3 separate regions of the Mus musculus genome follow, and all the other regions are linked to region 2. Evidence: chromatin contacts called from public HiChIP or PLAC-seq data. All regions are on one chromosome and are shown on one strand. The core of a region is the stretch at or near the end of the contact, and the rest is flanking DNA. Distances in the headings are between cores, read along the strand shown. Region 1 has its middle 130 kb from the start of Mir7094-1. Region 2 has its middle 8.7 kb from the start of Gm25622. Region 3 has its middle 90 kb from the start of Mir7094-1.

Region 1 (4,399 bases), core at 74-2,573, 1.1 Mb after region 2:
CTTTCACTCATGTCTTCTCACACACCTCTTATCTTATCTTCTTATTAAAAAGCAACAAGGAAATTCCAATTCCATGTTGAGTGATCTGCCAGATTAGAGGATCAACGTTCTTTTGCTTATCATGTAGTAAATAAAAAATTACTTGAGTGACATTCTGTTAAATGAGTTCAGGAATGGAAGCTTTAAAGGGAGGAATCACTAGTGCAGATAGCAAAGATAAAATGAAGGAGTCAGCACAATGAGAACATTAAAATAACTTTTTAGTGAAATTTTGTAAGAATTTTTCTGATTTTGGTCCATAGTCCCTTTCTGCTTACCTTACTTTCTTCAAAGAAAATCATGCTATGTTTATAGATTTTGGAGATTTAATAGAAATCTAAATGATATTAAATGCATATATTGATGATTTGTTTGAGGTTATATTCCACCGTGTAGCATACTAGTCTTATATTTAATTAAAATAATTATGTAGCTACATTTTATTAATAGTAAATCAATTTATAAATCCATGAATGCATATATATGATTGCATAATACATTTCATGTCATATGTATTATATATGATATACAATGAACAATTATTATGTGTTATATATGATGTATGATATATGATTAATATGGGTGATCATATGATATGTGCTATGTGATATAGATATGAGATATATGCAATATTGATATGCAATATATGATATATGATACATTAACTATATGTCTATACACATATGCATATATATGTGTATATACACACACATATATGTATACTCACACACACACACACACACACACACACATATATATATATATATGTATATATATATATGTATGGGAGAGAGATATGATATGTCTTTTTTATGGGATGTGTTTGAGGTAACAAGGTAACATCCAACCGTAAGAATCGAGTTACTATGTAATGTCCTCCAAGGAAGCAATCATACTTTGTGTATGATCACAGGGGTTTGGAGGAGTCTTCAGCCTGAATCTAGGTACAAGTTATTATGCACTTTCCCTTCATTCTCCAGTCCACCTGAGGATATGAGATGTCCATAGTGGTTGTGAGTTAATCTTTATACCAAAACAGTAGAAATATCTGCCCAAGCTTCCCTAAGAGATGATTGTTGCTTCTTAGTTTTTCAGTTGAGGAATTTATTCCATCACGAGAGCAGCTGTGTTTGTGGTAACAAAACAGTCATAGATTGAGGCATTCCCAGGAGAGTGACTTAAGTTCAAGAGTAAAACAATAGAGATCCATAGTCACATCTGCTTAGGGTCTTTCAGGGGAAGCATTATACCTCATTAAGAAATGTTCCCTTGAGGGTTTCATTCCGTTAAGTAGGTTGCATCCTGTATAGTAAGAGGAGGAAATCCTAATGGAGTCTGGAACCTCCCTTGGTGGATAAGTCTGCACCCGCTCTTCAAATCTCTGTTTGTGTGAGTGTGCTGTGCACATCACCTACTGACCTTCATTCTTCCTGCAGGAGGGCTACTCTTCTCTGGAGCTCTTCTTCTAATATACATCTCCAGAGTCTGGTTGTTATATTTCTTATCCAGATACAGACTTTGAGCTTCCTCTATGTTGGTTTCCTTGGGCTTTGGCACCCTGAATATATGGTGATACAGTAAGCATAGTGGCATTCTGTCTATAGAAATGGAGGAGACAATTGAATACAAATTTGCATATAATCTGACCTTCTCTCCCAGTAATAATTCCAAATCCTAAAACAACAGCTTCACCAGTGTTATGGTTTGAATATGCTTAACCCAGGGAGTGGAGCTATTCGGTGTGTAGTTTGTGGTACCAACATCTTGATTCTCCAACCTACTCTAACCTCTGCTATGGAGCATGCCCAGCAATAGCTCCTAAAAGTGAAACCAGGAGCTGTACATAAGAGTCTCTGAGAGTGTTTATGCCTCACCAGACTAACCTTAGTTCTACAAACTGCAACACATAAAGGAAACTTGCAAACACAGAGAATCCTATCAGCAAACTCACGTAGAAGCTCACTACGTGTCTTGTTCATGTCTGCCTATATACCTAGTTTCTCTGATTTTTCATAAATTACCTTTATAAGCAGCAACAAAGAAACCAAAATCGCTCTCAAATTCCTGCTGTGGTCTGTATTTAGTGCTGATCACTGAATATGAAGACCTGGAAATTCAGGGCTTATCTGCTTGCTTGAGTTTCAGGGTCAGGGCATGGCTGTCTTTTCTGAGAAGAGAGAGATCTTATTTGCATCTCTTCTTGCTAAATAGCAACTTCTGAGGGTGGAGCTCAGAGAGGACATGTCCTGAACTGGAAATGTGATGGGGAGTCTGGCAATAAGGATAAAGCTTGAATATCTTTTTATCACACAACAATGTGTGAAAGCTTCCATTTAGAATAATTAAGAAAGTAAAAACTGAAACAAATTTTACCACTGAAGATGACATGAATGTATAGACTGTATCGACACAATGATTTCATAACAATTATAATTATACCTATATTTCTATGAGGGAATATTAATTATGCTAAAATAAATCAAGAAATAAATGCTATTTTCAGTTGTTAGAAAATAAATAATAAATTGTGCTCTTGTTGGCCTGCTTTTATTTGAAGGAAAATGGATGAGTAGTGGATATGTTGTAGAGTGGAGGGGGTAGAGTATGGAAGAGAAGGGAAATTGTGTTTGAGATGTTTGATATGAAAGAACAATTTGTTTTCATTAAAAAAACCATAAAATCAGCCCAAGATTTAAAAATTAGTAAAAGAAAATTAAATATGAGAATTCAAATTAACCTGGAAAACAGAGAGTAAAATGTATAAAATTTTGTGAAAAGAATTAAAATATGCAATGCTGGAAGGAAATACTTTGTTAAGAAGTTAGACAATATTTTTAACTTTAGATGCTATGTAAACATGGTGACATGTTCATCATATTTTTATTATAAGCCCTAGTTGTCTCGGGAGAGTGAATATCAATTAAGAAAATTCCTCCATCATATAGGGCCACTAAGACAAGTATATTGGACACTTTATTGATTAAAACTGAAGTAGAAGGGACAAGAGTATTGTGCATATTGCCACTGTAAGAAGGAGTTCTGGGTTGTATAATAAAGAGTTGAGTGAACTACAGAGAACATTCCAGAAAGGAACATTGCTCCATGCCCTCTTCATCAGTTCTACCTTTCAGTCTCCTGCCTTTAGTTTCTCCTTTAGTCTTTAGTTTAGTCTTTCCTCAATGATAATGTAATTTGTGATTGGGATGTGTAAGACAAAGAAACCTCATTCACTTTTGGAAGTGTTCTCAATAAAGGACAAGTGGACAAGTGGGATTTGTATCAGAATAGTTAATATAGTGTTGATAAACCTCTTGAATTTGGAAAATAGCCAGTATAGAAAGAGTCAATCTGGAATAAAGTAATGATGTATGGAGCATTGTATGAACAGACACAAAAATATGCCACAGAGTAAGCCACACAACATAGAATCAAATTAAATGATCACAGGAAAAAATGCAACAGACTAGATTCTAAAATTATTCTGACATATTGAAGTTTTAAATTATTTTGACATGGCAATAAATAGTCTTAAAATATTCTAATATGGCAATTTGAAGAAGTGTTAATTTTATATGCGAGTTTCAAAAATATTATCCCCATTCAGCAGAATTAAACTTTCTATACTTTTTCTATATATGCAAAATCATTTCTGAGTTCGAGGCCAGCCTGATCTACAGAGTGAGTTCCAGGACAGCCAAGGCTATACAAAGAAACCCTGTCATGAAAACAAAAAACAAACAAAAAAATCATTTTGTAGTACATTGTCACTGAAAGCTATGATCACCAACAATTGAGGAAATATGGCATGATATTGGGCTTAGTTTTACAAATGAAAACACGAAAACAAAGGAAATTGGGCCAAATTTCTCAGGTTTACATTATAAACATTATTCTGTGTAAGAAAATAAATTAACAAAGTATAGAAACAACCTACAACTGGGAAACTAGATCTAGAAATCCCAGCCTGATAATGGATTAAAACAGGGGATATACATGTAGTTTAATAAGCAGTAGTAAGATAATAATCAGGTCATAGACCAACGAAGTAGACATGTGTCAGAAAAATGCTAAAAGAATCCCACAGGGACATGATAAATATTCCTCATCATACATCATCAGAGACATGAGAGTGAAACCCTGTTGAGATGTCACCTGAAATTTTATATGGGTATTATCCAAAGGACTGTAAAGAAAGTCTCTTGCAGAACATGAATGGCATAGAACCCTCATTCATTGTTGTAGGAATGTTAGCTAGTTCAGCCCTTAATAGATAAATAACAGAAGTTCTTAAAAAGTGAACAATAATTCCATAAGTAGCTGTCTCACTCCTGGGTACATATCATCAATGTGAGAAATTTGT
Region 2 (4,419 bases), core at 328-2,827:
AGTTTCGAGTAGGCAGTAAGTGCAATTCTACCAGAGGCCACATGAGGCCAGTAGAGTCTTGCTCTTGCAGGCCTCAGGCCCATGCTGGTTAGAACAGGGCTGGGAGGAACTTTGTAGTCATAGTAGACTCTGTGGAGCTCTGAGCTCAGAGCCCCTCCTGGTGACTGCAATTTGGTCAGTCAGAGAATCCCGGTCAACAGTGAGACTTTAACACCATCACATGACCTCTGGATTTCTACCAATGTTGTTTTCTCTCCACGCCCGACTCATTTGTGATGTGAACAGTGCTGGAGCCTCAGCGGGGAGGAGGATTAGAGACATAAATGTCTAAACACACACACACACACACACACACACACACACACACACACACACACACACACACACACTGGAGGGTCAGAGATGTCTAGTTGGGCCTTCGTCTCTTCTGTTATTTGGCGACTCCATTTAGATTTCTTTCACATATGTATATATATATATTTTAAAAAAATTATTTACTTATTATATGTAAGTACACTGTAGCTGTCTTCTGACACTCCAGAAGAGGGAGTCAGATCTCATTACGGATGGTTGTGAGCCACCATGTGGTTGCTGGGATTTGAACTCAGGATCTTTGGAAGAGCAGTCAGTGCTCTTAACCACTGTGCCATCTCTCCAGCCCCCTATATGTATATATTTTAAGAAGCTTCTATCGTAGTAGTTTTCTGTAGGTGCCAGGTTTTGAACTTGGCTTGGCACAGCATGCAGTGGTGCATCTGTCCACCAGGGGGCACCTGAGCACTACGCTGTGGTCATTGTGGAGACGCCACAGGTGTATCTCAGGTGCTTAGGCAACCAGCTAGTGTGACAGCCCTGACCAGTCTCACGACTGGCCTAACCGTGCTTCCTCAGTGCCAGACACCAGATTGCAAAGTATCGTTAGGCCCTAGGAACCCAACAGGTATTAGGGACAGTGCAGGTCGGGGGCGGGGCGGCTGGAGCTGGTGGCCCTGGGTACCCCCTAATTCTGTTGACACTTAGCCCTCTCCCCACCTACCTCAGTTATTAATTCTCTTTGTTTCCTGGCGTGTCCATGGATCTGTGTGGAATATGGGACTGTAGACTGCCCAGGAGCCCAGACTGGGGCTTATTTATTTATGTAATTTTTTATTTTTCCTGTTGCTGGTACATTGTGCACAAGATATGTACAGAGTCTTGGGGTAACCACGAGGAGAATATAAGCCTTCTCTCCCAAACTGCAGTACAAGCCTGAACTCTCAACTTGATCATCAAAACCCAGGCATGTACTCCTGGTCGCTTTAGCTCAGTGGTTCTCAATCTTCCTTACGTTGTGACCTTTTAATACAGCTCTTTATGTTGTCATCCCAACCGTAAAATTATTTTTTTTGCTACCTCATAACTGTAATTTGTTTACTGTTTCAAATCATCTGACTTTCAACTAGTGTGGAAAAGACATCGGACCCCTTAGCGGGGATCCTGACACACAGGTTGAGAACCAGTGCCTTAGTCCCTCTGCGCCTGCGTAAGAGGAGCTTCCTGTGGGCTGCAAAGATAATACCACCAATGGCCACATGGTGGCAGCAGAGATCTGCTCCTGGGGGCACCTTCTCCAGTCGCAGTTCCTGTTCCCCTGTCATACTATTTCCACCAGTGTCTACATTTATCATGGGTGATACATGAACTCCCTGGGACACAGATGTGTAAACATGGGGACACACACATGGACATTTGCGTGTGTACATACTCTGGGTCTGTTTTGTTACTGAAAGTACACCTGGTTGGGTAGAGCCAAGTATCTGAATCCGGCCTTCCGTGTGCAGTGACACACATGGTCACCAGGGGGCGCACGAGCCCTGTATTACACCACTCTGGAGCCCCAGCAGGCACACCTGGAGTTGAGGCATCACTGGTCCATCTGTGCCTTGACCAGCCCCAGGGCTAGGCCTGATCACATCCCCTGTGTGCCAGTCTTGATTGGCAGGGGTGGGGGCGGGGGTCCCAACAGACCCCAGGAAGCCAATAGCACAGAGGATGCTGGGACAATTACACAGGGGTCAGGAGGTGTGCTCCTGGGTCAGGAGTTTAAGTCTGCACTCTCAATACAGACTTATAATAAGGCACATGTCCCTACCCACCCTAAATAGGTGGGGTGTGTGCTTCCATCTAAAATAACTAGATAGGAATACATCCCTTTAGTCCATAGCTACACGGGGCAGGCCGCCCTTCACACCCTGACAAACCCTCCTTGCCCCCATCATCCCTAGGGAGAGCGTCTGCGTGGTGTGTGTGCAACGCTGGCTATGCTCACACGGGGGCAGCAGAGTTTGCTTGCTCAGTGCCAGCTCTGAGCTGCTGAGGCAGATGTAACCTGACTATAGTGCTCACTATGGAGACCAGGGCAGGCCTTTTCCACTTTTGCTGGACTGGGCAAAGGCTGTACCTTTGCTCTGAGCTGTGCAGGGCTGAACTTAGGCTTGTAGCTAGCACCCCACTGAGTTTAGTGCTCGGACAGGACACCAAGTGAGGTGTTGAGACAAGTCATGGGGAGTCCCCTTACCTACTTGCCTGGCTTGGGCAGCTCTGTGGGGTCTGAGAGGGTGGCGGGAAACAGAGCTGCCTCAGTTGTTGCCCTGGGAGGGGAGCCTGGTTTGCAGGCTACATGGGCATTCAGTAAGCAGTCTGGCTGGGAGGGTCAGGCCCCTCGTGAGATAAGGACACAGGTTCGAGGTGCTCAGGTCTGTGGGAGCCTTCAGAGACATGCTATATGATCCCCATCTGAGCTTGGAGATCAGCAAGGTGAACGCAGTAGGCTGCCTGTCCCATCTGGCTATGTTTCTGTTTGTTCCTCTAGAGAGGCACACATGCCTATAGCCCCGAGATTCCTTCTGACAACCCTAAGGCCACACTCCATCTGTTCGCAGCCATTCCCAACTACGCCTCCTGCACAGGTCCACTTATGAGCTATGTCTTATGCTGCCCAAGGTTATAAAACAGGCCACAGGCAAGCCAGCAGCTGCGCGTGTATCTTCAGACTCAACTCTACAGTGCTTTCCTCCACGGACTTGGTGTCCCTAGCTCTGAACCCATGACATTTCTGTAGAGAGGGTCTCCATGTAGCTGCATGGAAGTAAGATAGCCAAGGCAAGGCTAAGACCAAAGTGGCTCTGATAGAGCCAGCTCGGGGGCAGACCCTGGGACGCTCTCCTAAAGAGCCACTGGAAATGTGGGCCAACTCTTCACCCTTTCTCTGGAACAAGTGTGTAGCAAGAACGATGGGACCAAAGGATTGCTGTCACCCTTCCAATCAGATGGGTCATTCCAGCTTCTATAATGGGAGCCAGGGTGTGTGGCAAGATCCTGCCTAGGGCTGGGGAATCTTACCCATGTCTGATGGCCATGGAGCCACATGGAGCTTAGTGCCCTCAATGGACATCCCTGTATTCTAACCACCTGGGACCTTGTCAAGCTGATGTGTGATTCTGTGCTCCCTGAGGGGCTATGAGGGCTCAGGACAGCTGGTGTCAAACATGGACATGAGGGGTTCAGGAGGGGCACAGAGCTGGAGGGTTTTCACTGTCCAGACAGCAAACCTGAGCCAGATAAGCTGCAGAGTCGATGTTAGGCCTCACCTGGCCTGCGCAGTGTGAGGTCACCGGCATGTTCATCAACACCCCTGATCTCCTAGTTCATTACTCTCTCTGTGCAGCCTCTCCTTCCATTGCTGGTACACGTCAACTTCCACCCAGTCCTCTAGAGGGAGCCCCTGAGCACCCCAGCCGTCTGCTTTCAGGACAGGATGGTGGGGCAAGGGCTGTTTCTTGGACCCTGGGACACTCAGCCCTTTACACCTTGCTCCAATGTGTGTTAGAGTCTAACAACCTTTGTTTCTGCCAGTCTCTCTCTCTCTCTCTCTTTTTTAAGGTTTTCATTTTAGACCTGTAATTTATTTATCTTATATTCTCATGAGCCCCTCCCCCACCCCTCTCTCTCTGTGTGAGCTTCTATGTTTCACATGTATGGAGGATCCTTCAGGGCACCCCGGAACTGGAATTACAGTAATGCACTGCCATGTGGGTGCTGGGAATTGAATCTGGATTCTTTGGAAAAGCAGCCAGTGCTCTTAACCCTTGAGTTATCTCTCCAGCCCCTCTGATGTGTGTGTGTGTGTGTGTGTGTGTGTGTGTGTGTGTGTGTGTGCACGCGCAGGGGAAACCCAGGGCCTCCTGTGAGCAGCCATGTTCTAGCCCAGGAGGCAAGCGTGCTTTAGCACTGAGCTGTGTCCCCAGTCCCAACTTTTGCTTTAGCAAACATGCCTCAGAGAGCATGTGTTCGCCACATTCTGTGCATTAAAGTGTTATTAGAAATTAAGTTGTTTTTTTTTTAAACAGATAAAAACACAAGGCATAATTACAACAGCCC
Region 3 (4,576 bases), core at 654-3,153, 1.2 Mb after region 2:
AAAGAAGCTAAGAGTAGTTAAATATTGTGCCCCAAATCAAAGCAAGCTATCCATGAACAGCACTTGGACCAAGGAATCTAAACCTTAAGCCTGCATTTCCTATTTTTTAATCTCTTTTGCCTCTTGTTATTGATAAGGCCAGTGCCTAATTCCAGGCAGTGAAGTAGGCACCACTCAGACCAGGGAATCCAGACCTTGACTCAGCATTTTCTGGCTTTTTTTGTTTGTTTGTTTTTTGTTTCTGATGACACGAAGGATCTTCCTTTTCACCCAAGTGCTTTATATATGTGAGTAATGTGGAACTTGATAGTCAATGTCAGCATCTTTCTCAATTGGCACATTAACTTATTTTGTGTATGTATGGTATATACATGTGTGGCTGCGCATATGTGTGTGTTTGTATGCACACACAACATGCACACACAACATGGTTGTAGGCCAGAGGTTTAAGTTGAGGGTCATTTTCCTTTTTATTTTTAATTTTTCAACATTTTTATTTAGTGTGTTGGAACAAGCAAGCTTCTGCCACATGCACATACGATTAGATGTCAACTCGTGGCAGCTGATTCTCTTCTTCCATTACATGGAACCTAGAGATTAAACTCAGAGGCCTAAGGCCTGGTGACAGGTGCCTTCTCAGGTAGTTTGGCTGGCCAGTACACCCCAGAGACTCTCGTCTCTGCCTCCCTGATGCTGAGAATACAGGTACTGTGCGTGTCCAGCTTTTTGTGAGGCTTTGGAGACTCAGCTCTGGTTCTCATGCTTGCAAAGCAAGCACTTTGGGTTTTTTGTTTGTTTGTTTGTTTGTTTGTTTGTTTTTTGAGACAGGGTTTCTCTGTGCAGCCCTGGCTGTCCTGGAACTCACTCTGTAGACCAGGCTGGCCTGGAACTCAGAAATCCGGCTGCCTCTGCCTCCCGAGTGCTGGGATTAAAGGCGTGTGCCACCACGCCCGGCTCAAAGCAAGCACTTTCTGACTAAATTATCTTCCCATCCCCTCGCTGATTTGTTACATGTCTTACAGCCTGTTTAGTTACTTCATACCTAGTCTTACATAGAGAGTCTACTTACTAGCCATTATTTATAGCAACAAGAAACCTTAAAACACTTAACAATTGTTACACAGTAAGTCTTCACAGTGGTTCTCAACCTAGGGCCACCCCCTTGGCAGCCCTCTGTTTCCTCAAATATTTACATTATGGTTTATAACAGAAGCAAAATTAGTTATGAAGTAGCAACACAATCTTATGGTTGGAGGTCATCACAACATGAACCAGTGCCAGTCACCCAGGCCAACACCCAGCCGCACCAGCCCAGCCCAAACCGTTGCCACTGGTCAAGTCCAGCCCAGAGCACGGACACTTGAGTCACTGGTGGTCAGCCGGGTGACCTTGGCTCCTGCGTGGGCCAGTGTTCCCGGGGCTTTGCAGCAGCACCGCCAGCCCTGCTCTGTGAACGCGGGCTCGTGCGCGCTCACTGCCCCGCCAGCCCACAGTGCCGGTCCGTGGGCTGTGTTCTCTTAGGGTGCGCTCGGGCCAGTCCTGCCTCCCCTAGTTTTCGCTTTCGCTTTTGCTTTTAATAGTTTCTCCGAAGAGAAACAAAGCGGCGGCCACGATGGTCGACTGCCACAACGGGTGATGGTGTCGGAGGTGAGGGGAGAGGAGAACGGCCGCCTGGACCCCGGGCCCACAAGAGAGGTAAGCGCAGCCCCGGCCGCTCGCGGGCTCCTCCTTGCGGTGCTGGTGCCAAGCTCTGGATCCACGCGGGTTACAGGGACGCCTGGCGTGGGGCCAGGAGAGCCTTAAGCGTGGCAGGGCTGGGGTCCGAGTGGCTCAGAACCACAAGACCAGGCAGGAGGATCTGGGAAGCCTGGAACTAGCGCGCTGAGGATATTGCAGTCCTGGGTCCAGTGATGGGTTGGCCACCTGAGTGAGCTTCTTTTTTAGCGTGTGCACACATCTTCCTCTGTCCCTCTCCTCCTCTCCTTTCTTCTGTCTGTCCCTCTCCCACACTCTCATCCCCCATTTCCTCTTCTCTCCCCATTTCTGTAAAAATCCTTCTGATCCCATGTTGCCTTTTGCAGCCCCCCTCCATATGCACTCTTTCATGGGAGTATGCATCTAATCTCTCTGAGATCTCAGCTCTCTCTTGTTCAGTTAGACTCATAGGGCCTTGACATTCAAGGGTGAAATGTGCATACTGGGTTGGTCTGAGGCCAGAGTGGTTATCTGTATTCACAGTAAATAAGTGTATCAAATTTTACTCTTCATACAAGTTGTTTCAGTTTTTATTGACCTTATAAGAGGCACCAGTTGGCTGTTAATGCTAATATTCCTGCTGGAAAATAGCAGTGAATCAAGTATTTGTCTAGTAGTGTAAAGTACAGAGATACCTGTTCCACTTGAAGACATCACCCACCATCAACCCCTAACTCTCCCTACAATACTGGCTGATCTTTACACAGTACAGTACTCTGAACTTTTCATGTTTTTGAGCTATGACATAGTAATACACTTTACAGTGCACCATTTTAGCCAGAGTGTCAATAATATCCACTGAGTACACGATAATCACACATTATCTGTGAGTAGAGATTTAATCATATCAACAGTATTAGGATAATGTAAACAAGGAGCACAGTGTAGAGCATGAGAGTAGTCAGAGATGTCACCCTTTCTTAATCTGTTCATTCCATGCTATAAGGATTCCATACTGGCCAAGAAAACGTCTTAACTAGCTCCAGTTCAACTTTTTTTTTTATGTATTCTGGTAGACATATTTACATATCCTAAACAAGTCTTGTAGATCCATTGAGCATAGGGTCACAGAATGGGGAAGCAAATCTTTGACTGATTGGATTCTCAGGGTGGTGTAGAGAGTTACTACTATAGTTACCACTCCTTTATTCCTATCATATTAATTTTGGATAATATGATTATTATGTGTAGCATTCTGGTTCAGAGCATAGGCAATCTGTCACAAGCTTTGGTACAGCTAAGTTACTGTCATTTAGGCAGCACCATAGCCATGTTTTTAAATAATGAACCACCTGTGTCTCTACACTAGCATATGTTTCTGAACTCTTAAGTTCATAAAACAGCCCATAATTTTAGAAGAAATATTTTTACATTCATTTCCATTCATATGGGATCTGTATTTTGATATCATTCAAAGGATAGAAGTAGTTTCTTTTCTCCCTTTCTTTCTTTCTTTCTCTTTCTTTCTTTCTTTCTTTCTTTCTTTCTTTCTTTCTTTCTTTCTTTCTTTCTTTCTTTCTTCCTTTCTTTCTTCCTTCCTTCCTTCCTTCCTTCCTTCCTTCCTTCCTTCCTTCCTTCCTTCCTTCCTTTCTCTTTCTTTCTTTCTTTCTTTCTTTCTTTCTTTCTTTCTTTCTTTCTTTCTTTCTTTCTTTCTTTCTTTCTTTCTTTCTTTCTTTTCTGAGACAGGGTTTCTCTGTGTAGCCTTGGCTGTCCTGGAACTCACTTTGTAGACCAGGCTGGCCTTGAACTCAGAAATCTGCTTGCCTCTACCTCCCAAGTGCTGGGATTAAAGGCATGTGCCACCACGCCCGGGTAGAAGTAGTTTCTTATTTTTAAAAAAAGATATGTGTGACTCAGGGTCCTTGAGACAGATAGCCATCAAGGAAGAATCTTTGTGCTGTAAGATTCAGTTATATTTTGAGAGTAATAATATGGAACTACAGGAAATTTTTCAATCAGACCTAGACAGAGTTTCCAAGAGTTTCTGAAACATATGCTAATATTATCAAAACCCTGGTTATGAATGTGACCTCATGGCAGAATCAACAAAGGTAGGCAAATACTAAGTCTACTATGCCCATGTTACAATTTGACTTGTCAGTCTTATATATAAACTGAGAATATTCCTAAGAGGATGATTGCATAGATAGTATGCAACAGAAATGACCTGGTGCAATGGGAATGAGCCCATCACTATCAGTGAGAAAACACAAGTCTTTCCTCAAATAGATGAAGTATTAGTTTATTCTGGCTATCTGCTGAGTCTCAGAAAGGTACTCTGAATATATGTTAACTGTTGTATATAGCTTTGGGTTCTTGTGGGACTCCTGACAGTTGGAGGTGTTTCTGACTATTTAGCCTGTTCTTGGAACTCTTTTCCTACTACTGGGTTTCCTTATCTAGCCTTTATATGAGGATTTATACCTACTTTTATTGGAATTTATTAAGCTATATTTGGTTGATATACCTGAGAGACCTGTTTTTATCTGTAGGGAAATGGAGGAACAGTGATTTTTGGAGCAAAGTTGTAATGGGGAATTTTGGGAGGAGTGAAGGGAGAGGAAAATACAGTTGCTGTTGAGATTTAAAGAATGAGACAAAAATTAAAATGCAGTTTATAATTTTATGAAGTAGTTTATTCTGAAGCCAAATGTTAGGTTGTAAATAAAGATTTAATTTTCCATAAATTACACAATTAAACATGATATGCATTTAGATAAATATTTTACAGTCACTGATGAAACAGCATTACAAATTAAAAAAAAGTTTTCAAATACATTGGTGGAAACAAGGAAATTTATTAAATCAGAGTAGGAATAGC

What was found. HiChIP or PLAC-seq counts read pairs in DNA pulled down with a chosen protein or histone mark.
Region 1: an H3K27ac HiChIP or PLAC-seq map of large pre-B cells shows a contact between it and region 2, with 8 times the contacts expected there. The contact joins two enhancer-like sites. A contact is called at or near these places in 2 of 15 datasets of contacts at CTCF or cohesin (large pre-B cells and stem cell-derived epiblast-like cells) and 1 of 115 datasets of contacts at active chromatin or transcription factors (large pre-B cells).
Region 3: a contact with region 2 is called in an SMC1A HiChIP or PLAC-seq map of large pre-B cells, with 11 times the contacts expected there. The contact joins two enhancer-like sites. A contact is called at or near these places in 2 of 15 datasets of contacts at CTCF or cohesin (large pre-B cells and pro-B cells) and 1 of 115 datasets of contacts at active chromatin or transcription factors (large pre-B cells).

Annotation. Positions count from the first base shown.
Region 1 is chr12:114,338,903-114,343,301 of GRCm38.p6, forward strand. It overlaps Igh. Among named protein-coding and RNA genes, the nearest start is that of Mir7094-1, 130 kb to the right of the region's middle. Within about 2 kb of position 1,324, at least 3 of the 459 cell types and tissues checked have an H3K27ac peak or open chromatin away from gene starts, as enhancers often do.
Region 2 is chr12:113,220,649-113,225,067 of GRCm38.p6, forward strand. No RefSeq gene overlaps it. Among named protein-coding and RNA genes, the nearest start is that of Gm25622, 8.7 kb to the left of the region's middle. Within about 2 kb of position 1,578, at least 76 of the 459 cell types and tissues checked have an H3K27ac peak or open chromatin away from gene starts, as enhancers often do. A contact at or near this core is called in pro-B cells, where this site is marked.
Region 3 is chr12:114,377,433-114,382,008 of GRCm38.p6, forward strand. It overlaps Igh. Among named protein-coding and RNA genes, the nearest start is that of Mir7094-1, 90 kb to the right of the region's middle. Within about 2 kb of position 1,904, at least 99 of the 459 cell types and tissues checked have an H3K27ac peak or open chromatin away from gene starts, as enhancers often do. A contact at or near this core is called in pro-B cells, where this site is marked.